Regions from separate parts of the Drosophila melanogaster genome. Here regions 1 and 2 are each linked to region 3. Evidence: chromatin contacts called from public Hi-C data. All regions are on one chromosome and are shown on one strand. The core of a region is the stretch at or near the end of the contact, and the rest is flanking DNA. Distances in the headings are between cores, read along the strand shown.

Region 1 (3,314 bases), core at 612-3,111, 210 kb after region 3:
TTAAATCGGGAAAGATCAGCCAACTCATTCACGTAAGAAAATCCTGGCTTGTCGAGGCACTCACTAAACAGCTCTTCCCTTTCAGGAATAAAAAAGTGATTTAATGCAAATGAAGGGCTTATTATTTGCAATGTTAGGGATATAAGGATATTCAGCAGTGTAACTTGTTGCCGGTCCATGTTTCGCTATTTTTGAAATGCTCGTTGCAATTGAGACTCTACCGCTTTAATAGACAAGCTGTGGCAATTATATAATCCGATATATCGAAGTTGGGCTATCTCACGCTAATGATATGAATCTTTATAAGATCGATTTCAGTTTAAAGTTGTTTGAGATTGCGATCTAGTCTATCAGCAATCTCGCGTGTTTTTAAAAATGTAAGTTTATCATTAAGTAATCTATCTAAATTCTGATTCAGATTAGATGTATTACGTAAAACGGTATCGTAGCTATATGTGTAGTTATATCAGTACAATATTGACGGATTCATAATACGGCCAGATGGTCATGGCCAGATTGATTCGGGGAGTAATTACGACCAAGAACAAGTTCAATGTGTTGGAAACGCTCCCTTTACCTTTTACAACGAATGTAATATACCCTATTCTACTACTAGCAAGAGGAATATGGAGGTGGACAATACAAGAGGATATACCCGGTAGTCAGTTGATGACTGTGCGAGCGCAATGTGCAAGCAGTGCATCAACTGCTTCGACAAGCAGCGCATCAACTGCTTCGGCAAGCAGCAAGAGAACTGCTTTAGAGATAGCACTCGAGCTCCACCTAGTGGTGAGGCTATTATTTACCGATTTCTTTTAATTTCAATAAGGTATATGTAGGATAATATTAATAATACAACCTATTCTTGACGAAAAGTTTTCATCTTCAGAAAGATCAGAGCATTTTTAAAATGTACCTTTTCCGTAATTAGAACATTTGTCTAATCACATCACAAGAACAAAGGAATTAAGCATTTCTTTAATTTTTTGTTTATTAATAAATTAACAAAAGTAATTTGTTGTTGCAGAAAAATTAACCCTCCACCAAAACCTTTGTTGAGAAACAATAAAATCATAATCATTATTAGGTTTAAACGAATTCAGAGAAATAGGTCCATGACGATTAGGCATTTACAATGTCACCGACGATTTCCATGCAAATGTCCCTATCACGCTTAACTCCGGCTTTGTCAATGGCAGTAAATATAAGAACGGCCTTGTGCCGCCCCACATTCAGGGGAACTGCATAGCTGAATGATATTTTCAGGAGATAGGGCTCCCACAGCAAAATTGCCTAGAAAAAAGGAATTTAAATGTATGTAAATGGATTGAGTTATAGTGGATTAAGTGGTGTATATCTTTACTCCTGGAGTGGTAATGCATTTTTCCTTCGCTTCCTTCTTGTTAACCACGTGTTTTGTCGAATAGGAGTAATAAAGAGTGTTCTTGTCGTAAAAGGACTTGCAAAAGTCCTTAACATTCCCTTTAATTATTGTTGGTATCCACTTATCTCCTTCAAACTTCAGTATGCTAACATCAATCTGAAAATCAGTTAGTTGGGGAGGAAGTTTATTTATTTAAATGCATTAAAGCCTCTCACCTCGACGACATCCGATGGATCCACATCCCATATTGTTGTTATGTTTCCTGATATATTAACTCCACCAGGACCTCGTTTGCGACTGAAGTTGGATAAATCCACGAATGCATCCAAATAGCCCATTTCTGGCTTATCCTCGCACTTACTTAGTAAATCATCTTTAATGGGCACAAAATCGTGGCTCATTTCAAATGACCGACCAATAATTTGGAAGAAAATCAGCAACGTGCATAATACTGAAGTTTCGCACCCCATATTTCACTTTTTTAGTAATTTGATTTTGCGTCTCGCTTAACCTTAAATAGCACTCAAGCGACACACGTGAAATATATAAAAATGCCAATAATTATTATTTGACACGCGTATGATATGAATCTACAAGGAAGATATGGGTTTTTTTCATTAATCTGATCTTTAAATGTATAGTCACACTATATTAGCCATCATAATGTTTGCACGTTCCTAATTAATGATATATAATTATAATTGTACTTTCCATTCATTTCATCTATGTACATGTAAGCCGCTAGTGAAACGAACGATTCTGACTAGTAATAACATATTTTCAACAGTGGGGTTAGATAAACATCAAATGTATTTATCCATGGCAATACCTTCACATGTCACTGGTCATTTCATTTGAAAGGCGCGCCGTTTCGTACAGTATACCAGTATGCCATACAAAGAAAGTTTTTCATATTTTACATTTTTTTTACTGTCAATATCTTAAGCTATTTCTACACCGACATATTCGATTGTAGTCGATAATAAAGTATTCTGTGATATTATCGATACACATCCCTTCAAAATAGGCTGCGAAAATACTAAAAACATAGCAGAGATTAGCGCGCAATTCTTTTTCAAATTGCGATGTATTAAATTAAAAATTGCAGTCATACACTGTGGCGAAAAATACTAGCACCAATAAAAAAAAAGCGTTTCCTCTGAAAATTAATAAAAGCTAAAGACCTAACCACTAAAAGTATATAAATAAAAAGCACCACTGAAGTTTCTTTGATAGCAGTATTATTTCTCCCAAAGTAATAAAAAATTATTAAAATTGTATAGTGTTTTTTGTACACATTTTTTTTTTGGGAGTGTATATTGAGTTTGTCCGTTGAATAAGTAAATCACCAGTTGGTTGTCAAATTCGTAAATCGAGAGTCGGGAATGAAATCTTCAACAGAAGTTACATGACGCAAGCCACAAAAGCCGCAATGGTTTTTGAGATTTCAGGCCTGAGATCTGATGCATCCTCGGACATTTTAATCAACTTGTTATTGATCACCCTAAAGTCATCCGCATAGATAAAGAGCGTCTCCTCCAGTCTGCCCAGAACCCACTGGAACCAGTAATGCTCCTCTGTTCCCTCGTCTGCAAACGGAGCACCGCAAAGAGTCTTCACAAAACGCTGCACAATGGTGAACAGAATGCCTTTGACTACAGGATCGCATGCACTTGGATCATCGACATCCACGACTTCGATCTTTTGTTGGACACGCTTCAGGTGGCGGAGAGCGGAGTGGAGCAGCTCCCAAATGTATATCTTGGTGAGCTCCTTGCGCATCGATGGGCCGAAGATCCAACGCACAACGCTAATGGGCTCAATTATCAACCCCGTGACCAGCTTTTCGGTCACCACAAATTTGTACTGATCGCTGGCGACCCACACATCGAAGATTCCGTTCAAGACCGCGGCCTGCCTCTCTGGATCT
Region 2 (3,543 bases), core at 251-2,750, 140 kb after region 3:
TTCTCATATTTGGCATGTCCAAAGTCTAGATCAGATGGCAAAGGCGGCACTTCTCCATTCGTCATGGCATGCGTGGTGTAATCTAGGGGATTGGCACCGAGTTCTTGGCGGACCTGCTCCACCAAATTCCTTAGATTACCATCTCTGGCCAGTACAAATTTCTCTCGCCCGTCGTCGTCTGCATCGAAATTGTTCACGAAGACGCGAAGACCGTGACGCTCCATTAGGTCCAGCGAGTGGTACATGCTGATGCACATGGCGAAGTTGCCCATTATTATGTTGTGATCCGGATGCCGCTGGCCTTGCGCCGATCGTTCGACGAAGCTTTTCTGCTCAAAGAGCAAACTATTTCTGCTCACGGTTCCCTTGTTGCCTTTAAAAATCTCAGCTTCCATAAGCTGGCGTAGGTATGGTTCGATGATCTGCAGCAATCGTTCTCTCGGCTCCTTGATTCTCTCCTTCAGGGAGACCACTATGGTTCGAATCGTCCGCCTGTGTATGTAGGGCTGCACGTCGATCGAGGTGTCCCAGCGCACTTGCAGATTGGAAATGTATAGGTTTCGGCACACAGCTGCCACATCCTCCATGGTTCTTCCTGGTGTAGCGGACAGGGCAAGCATCCGGAAATACCTGTTACGTGCCATCAGACAGTCGGCCACTTGGGTGTAGGCATAGCGACCTTTGGCCCGGTGCGCCTCATCCACCACTATCAACTTGATGGACCCAAAGGGAAAGCTGCATTCGCCATCAGCTTCCAGCATGTCTGAGTGCACCACCTGCGGCGTAGCGAAGAAGACCCGCTTGGAGGCCCACAGCTCAGCTCGTTTGGGTCGAGGAAGTTGGCCTGGAATAAAAATGGGACTGGAGCTTATTTTTTGGATTCAGGACTTGTAAGGCAGTCGGCACATCCAGGTTCTTTTAGTCATATAACCCGGTAAGCATTTGTAAATAAGTCTTCACATTTGAACTCACCTGTTAGCTGCACCGTGTCTTCAGATGGAAAGGGCATGATCTTCTGGGATGCGTGGATCTGCTGCGAGACCAGGGGCCTTGTGGGTGCCATGAACACAATCTTTCCCTTTGGATACCACCTGTAAAAGTTGTACATAACCACCGCCGCAATGAAGGTCTTTCCCAATCCCGTGGGCAACACCACCAGGGTGTTTTTGAACAGCGCCGATTGGACGATGGTTTGTTGATAGGATCGTAGGGGCAGGTTGTTTGGATAAATCCAGTTGTGTCCTGTGGCCATATCGAAACCATCGCAGGCTTCGTCGCAATGTTCCCAACGTGTTCCATCGGCATCCTGAGGATCCAAACTGTGAGAGACTCTGCGCTCGCAGGAGTAAATACAAGTAAATACCTCGCTCTTCTGCTCTTCGTGCATAGCCAAGGCCGCCACTAGGTCTTCGTCATCGTCCATCCAATTCACATCCATGATAGCAGCAATCTTTTGATAACAACTACTGCACGACGATCTACATTTTGTTTTGAAAGTGTTTACATTGCTTTACATTGTGTTTATAACATAACATTCCGTTAGGGATGAGCTAATCATTTTAGGTGGCGCTGTTGGAGTATATCGATCACACAAATCGTGACATGAAAACTAATTTTAGTCTGTAAAACCCTCTAAATATAGGGTAATAAGTAAAAATAAATACAATTCTCAAAAATTGTTAACTGTCTAAGCAAGCTTGAAGCGGCTTCTTATAGCGCGGATTTGCTAAGCCATTAAACAGTGCTCTAAAATGGTGCCAAATACGAGAGTGGCAGCACTGCTCCAGATGGCGCCACTGTGTATATGTTTGCCAAACACTTAAATTCAAATAAAAGCGCGCCAATTTTAAACAGTGACTAAGTTGATTTTAGAGAATAAAGATAAATGAGTGATCAAATGGCAATAGTTTACATTAATTAAAAGAGCTCTTGTATGATTTCCCTTAATCAGTATCATATCGGTGAAAAGTATTGCTAAAATGCCGAAATCCTTACGAAAACGCAGACCCCACAATCTGCCCGGAAATGTCAAGCCCCATTTAATGTCGCCAGTTCGTAATTGGGCGAATACACACTGCGTACTTACAGATTGCCCGAGTACTTTTCGCGATATTTCTGTCGTAGATGTTCTGATTGTCTTAAATTAGGCGCTTCCAACGAACGTTCTTATTTGCTTTTATTTCCCCAACGAAAAGGCTTGGTATCAAAAGAAAAGCAGTACGGGTAGATACAATTAAACTGGTAGCAGCATTAGGATATTTAACAAATACCTTTTAATGAATTGATTAATTAATGGAATGGAACTGAATTTTTAATTTTTAATGTATAAGCCGAATAATATAATTGAAATAATATACTTCCCATGCTGACTAAACTCAACCTTAATTTCTGAAGTTATTCCACAAATCCTTGCCCCTGCTGCTGATGAGGGAAAATGATAATTAGCAAGCACATACATACACTTGGCCAAGTTTGACGGAAAAACATACGTAAATAGTCACAATCTCATTTCAAAATCTTCACCTAATGAGCATTGACCGTGTGTGGGGGAATCTGAGTCCGAGAGCTGGATGTCATGGCCCACTCCCGCGGAAAAGCACGGGCACCGGAGAACGCTCACAAAATGTAATTATATCGCATTATTTGTCATTCCGAGCAAATGAATTGAAACAAATTTAGTGTGACAAATGAATTGTTCACTTATGTATGTAAGTTCGTGTGTTTGCTCGTAGTGGGGGGCTGGGGCTGGGGGAGGGGCACCCCATTCGGCAGCCACCGTGAGCTGGGACAGAAATACCCGGGCACACGGGTACACGGGACACACTCAATTTGCTGGCTCTCTAGTCAATTTCATTTCATTTGCATGAAGTTCTCCCTCTCTTCGGGGCTCCCTCCTCATATAGACAATATACATGAATATATGAATGTACATATCTCGGTGTGCGTGCTATCTGTGGGATATCTGTATGTATCTGTGGGCCATGGGCACTACGCCTTTTGCCTAATTCGGCTTTATGAGCCATGTCTAATTACCAAATGAATTGTGCAATTATTTATTTTTGTTTATTAATTGGCTGCCGCTTTAATGAGCCTAATGACCAGATATCTGAGCGTAGATTCGAGTGTCCTATGGGCACATGTGATGAGTCACAGGTTATTGCGATGCCCTGCCCGACATGGCCAACATAAATGTCATGACTTATGCGCTGTGCTGCGAGTGCTGCGTTGCGATGCGGTTGCCATACCCTTCTCGACTCATCGACTTATCTCCGACGACGCCAAGTCGCCAAGTTACGAGTATTTGCGGTTTACATCATAACGAGCACTCTCCATACAAAGTTGCCCAAGCGGAATCAGCCACCACGGGAAACCAGGCTAGAAAGGGCCCAGACCCTTTTATGCAAAGTGCTTTTAGTCGGGGTTGGGGTGATCCAAAGGGTATTCACTACGGCTGAAACAGTCACTCAAAAAAAATGTTAAGAAGGCCTTTTTTAAATATCCATTGAGATGACGACTATCACATGGCCTAACAAGAACATGTTG
Region 3 (3,463 bases), core at 771-3,270:
TGAAACTAAGTTGTGTGTACAATTTTAAGCGTAAAAATATATACATTTAAATTTATAACCCAAACTAATTTAAGCGAAACAAAACGAAAACACAAAATCTACTTTACAAAAACTCAGCCTCACGAGAGAAATAGGGAGAAGTCGTAGCAAGAAGAGCCACATTTTATAAGCAAATTTTAATTTTAGCCTTTAAAAGAAAGCAAAAAGAATCAGGAATACTATTTAAACGATTGGATAACACACAAAAAATGCGAATACTTCCCTCTTATCAAACAACTTTTTGGGCTAGAACTGTCTGTAAATTAGTAAAAATAATACCAACACACACACACACACACACACTTATATAATTTTAAATTATAAAACAAAATAGTTGTAAAGCCAATCAACATTAAACAATAAAAAGAAAATCAATTTCAAATTGTAAAATATATCGAAGACATTTCAAATTAATATGGAGCAGTAGTAGAAGAGGAAGAGAACACTCCTGGGCCCCCAACAAGATGGCTTTGGTTCCTGTTTTAGTGACGCATGCAACAGAATCCTCTTCTCTTCATTTGCTTGGATTTATCGATTGATTTTTAATTATAATATTATTAAAGCTATAACTATGTATCATAATTTGTTATTGTTATAAAATTTAAACTGTAAACACACACATGGGCCCAATAGCAGTTTATTCATAGAAGCCAAATCATCCCACAAAACAAACAACCAACCACTTAACAGAGTCAACTACAAGTACATAAATAATTATTTAAACTCTCTCCTAGTAGTTATATATTTAACTAAACGATAGATAAAAGCAACAAACAAATGCAAATCATACAATTGTAAAAAAAAATCAATAAATAAACGAAGGAGAACCGCAACAAGCCGAAACCACTGTATAATTGTACGTTTAATTTTTATAAGAGAAAACACACTTGTTAGGTACTTTTCTTTCTTTCCAAAAACAAACACATGAAAAAAAGAGAAAATAAATATTACAAAAACGAAGGAAACTTTAAAATAAACAAAATAAATTTTTAAAACCGAATGTCTACTGTTTCAATTAAACTGAATATTTAAGTTTTTCAAGCCGAATTTAAATAAGGTGAAGTTTGCCATGGTCACAAGAAGTGTTTTTTGCTAACTTCTTTTTTAACTAAGCAATTTTGAATCATCATTTGAATGTTTTTGGTAAATATTATTTTTTATATTAATTATTTTTAATAAAGTATAAAGACTGTACTGTTTTATGCATCTTTTCAAAGATTTTTTTAAACACCAAGTTGAATTTTAAATATGTGATCCATTCCTTGGATTTTGATCATTTTACCCATGAGTAGTTAGCAGACTTGTCTGCATGTTTTAAAACGCCCGCCAACTGGGAAAGCAGTGCATTTTAATGCGCCCGCCAACTCGGAAAGCAGTAAAACGTAGCACTGCTTGCAATTTACGATATTCAAGTATGGCGCACTATCTTTAAACTTGAAACTTGCGTTTCTAAAAGCCAAACCCCAAAAAGCAGATCCTAGCGAAATATTTAAAATTGGTTTAAATTGGTTTTACAGCAGCTCCTAGTATTTGTAGTTAGTTAGTATTTATCACCTAGGCGGGGAGTTCAAGGAAATGATTATGCTTGATTGCATGGAAAGTAGATGCTCTTGGACAATGATTACATAAAAATATTTCCTATGTCATTAAGAAATCGACACAATAATAGCGCCATTATTTTATTATATTTTCTAAATTTTTCGAAAAAAAAGTGATCCAGAATGTAATATTTGCTAATGACATTATGCTCATATAAAAGTTTTTACAAATGGAATATCCGTTTTTAGTGCGCGAGGATTCAGTATTGGGCTTCATGGCGTGTTGGTAAACGAAGAGCTCTGCTATAGGTGGCGCGCTAGTGTAACAGCCGGCACTAACAGAGTTCTGTAAGCGGTCAAAAGACAGAGTTCGAAAACGACCGAACAGAGTTGGAAAACGCGCTAAACCGAAAATCGCGTATACAACAAGGGTAACGGCTGGCAGTGTTTCACGCGATTTCGAAACGTTGAGATCGTTGCCGCGGTCGCCGTGAATTGGAATTGTGAGTGTGTTCGTCGTGCGGAAAATCATCGCTGTCAAATAGAGGCCACAGTGAATTGCCGATACCTAATACTGTGCAAGGCGAAATTATGTGCCCCAGCATTTCGTGAATGAAAAGTGCGAAAATACAAAATACAGAGCAATAGTGCGAGGTCGGTGGAGTTCGAATTAAAGAAATTCCACGAAATACAAGTGCGGGCGATTCTCGTGTGCTGGCGAGAGTGCGGCTTGTCCGGGTGTGTGAGTAAAATTCACGGTAAATAAATAAATAAAATTTGTGTACACACACATACACACACACACGCGCGCTCTCCTATTATTTATATATACACAGCATGTTGTGAAGTTGCGGCGCAAAAAGAAAGCACGCGAATAAAACATAAGAAAATTTAATTACGCCTGCGTCTGGGAAAGTGCGTCGTTCTATTTTGAAATCGATACCAAAATAAAATACAAATAGAAATAAAAATCAAAAATTAGGTGACACAACAACAACTAGATCAACAATGCACGACAACAAAACCGTTGCAAAGGGGTATGTAACAAAAACAACAAATAATAATAAAATGAATAATAGTAGTGAGAACGTAACTAGGAAAATACTCGTGAAATTACTACGCAGCAGCAATTTATGCCAAGTTGTTTTTGCTCTCCTCCTCCTCCTCTCTCCGCCCGGTTCCTCTTGTTCCTTTTGTTGTTGTTCCATATCTATCATATCTTGGGCTGTTGTTGTTCTTCTTCTTCGCACACCGCTTTACGTCTCCGTTTTGTGAATGAGCGGCGCAGCCAACATTGTTCTCTTTTTCTCTCTCTCTCTGTCTCTCTGTCGTGCGGAGAGCGGCTGCGCGAAGAGAGGCGGAAAAGAAATGAAAGAATTTCGATTGCTGCCGGTTTTTGTTTTATTATTGTTGTTGTTGTTGTGCTGGTTTATTTTTTATTGTTGCACGCATTTTGAAAAGTGGTACAGATAAGTTTTCCATTGCATTAAATTAAGCCAGCACTAAAAGAGTAACTAACATTATTATTAAAAATAGTATTTCATGAAATTACTTAGTACTATTGCTAAAGACTGTCTCCTTATTGTCCTTGGTAAGTTTTAAAATTAATCATACAAGCGTCAATAAGAGCTATTCAATAGAATTTTATTAAATATTTATAGAATTAGTATAAATTATTAAAAAAAACAAAACAATAAACTTCAAAGAAGTGTCTTAGTCGACTTCCATTAAACACCCATACATTTTTCCTTAAAAGGCGCTTTAATATGTATGTTGCTCTCACCCCCTCTTCAGGACCACCTGCAAAACTCAATTTTTTATTTAATATTTCAAAAATAAAATTGAACTCACCTGTTGACTTGTCATGATTTTCAAACCTTTATAAT

What was found. Hi-C and Micro-C count contacts between places; a contact is called where the count stands out from the background.
Region 1: a Hi-C map of the Kc167 cell line shows a contact between it and region 3, with 2.6 times the contacts expected there. A contact is called at or near these places in 4 of 107 Hi-C or Micro-C datasets (the Kc167 cell line, embryo and syncytial blastoderm embryo).
Region 2: a contact with region 3 is called in a Hi-C map of the Kc167 cell line, with 2.1 times the contacts expected there. A contact is called at or near these places in 5 of 107 Hi-C or Micro-C datasets (the D17-c3 cell line, the Kc167 cell line, embryo and 1 more).

What each region holds. Positions count from the first base shown.
Region 1 is chr3R:21,405,992-21,409,305 of dm6, reverse strand. CheB93a (Chemosensory protein B 93a) reads right to left here and starts at 1,861. Exons shown (of 3, transcript NM_142713.3): 1 at 1,600-1,861; 2 at 1,364-1,540; 3 at 982-1,293. The coding sequence starts at 1,854. The coding sequence ends at 1,123. CG7907 reads right to left here. Exons shown (of 4, transcript NM_001104391.3): 4 at 2,616-3,314. The coding sequence ends at 2,789. CheB93b (Chemosensory protein B 93b) reads right to left here and starts at 183. Exons shown (of 3, transcript NM_169959.3): 1 at 1-183. The coding sequence starts at 179.
Region 2 is chr3R:21,480,282-21,483,824 of dm6, reverse strand. It overlaps Fancm (Fanconi anemia group M helicase), which reads right to left and starts at 1,500. Exons shown (of 6, transcript NM_001275877.1): 1 at 1,364-1,500; 2 at 973-1,306; 3 at 1-844. The coding sequence starts at 1,438.
Region 3 is chr3R:21,617,878-21,621,340 of dm6, reverse strand. InR (Insulin-like receptor) reads left to right here and starts at 2,020. Exons shown (of 13, transcript NM_001144621.3): 1 at 2,020-2,319. It overlaps E2f1 (E2F transcription factor 1), which reads left to right. Exons shown (of 8, transcript NM_001300526.1): 8 at 1-1,037.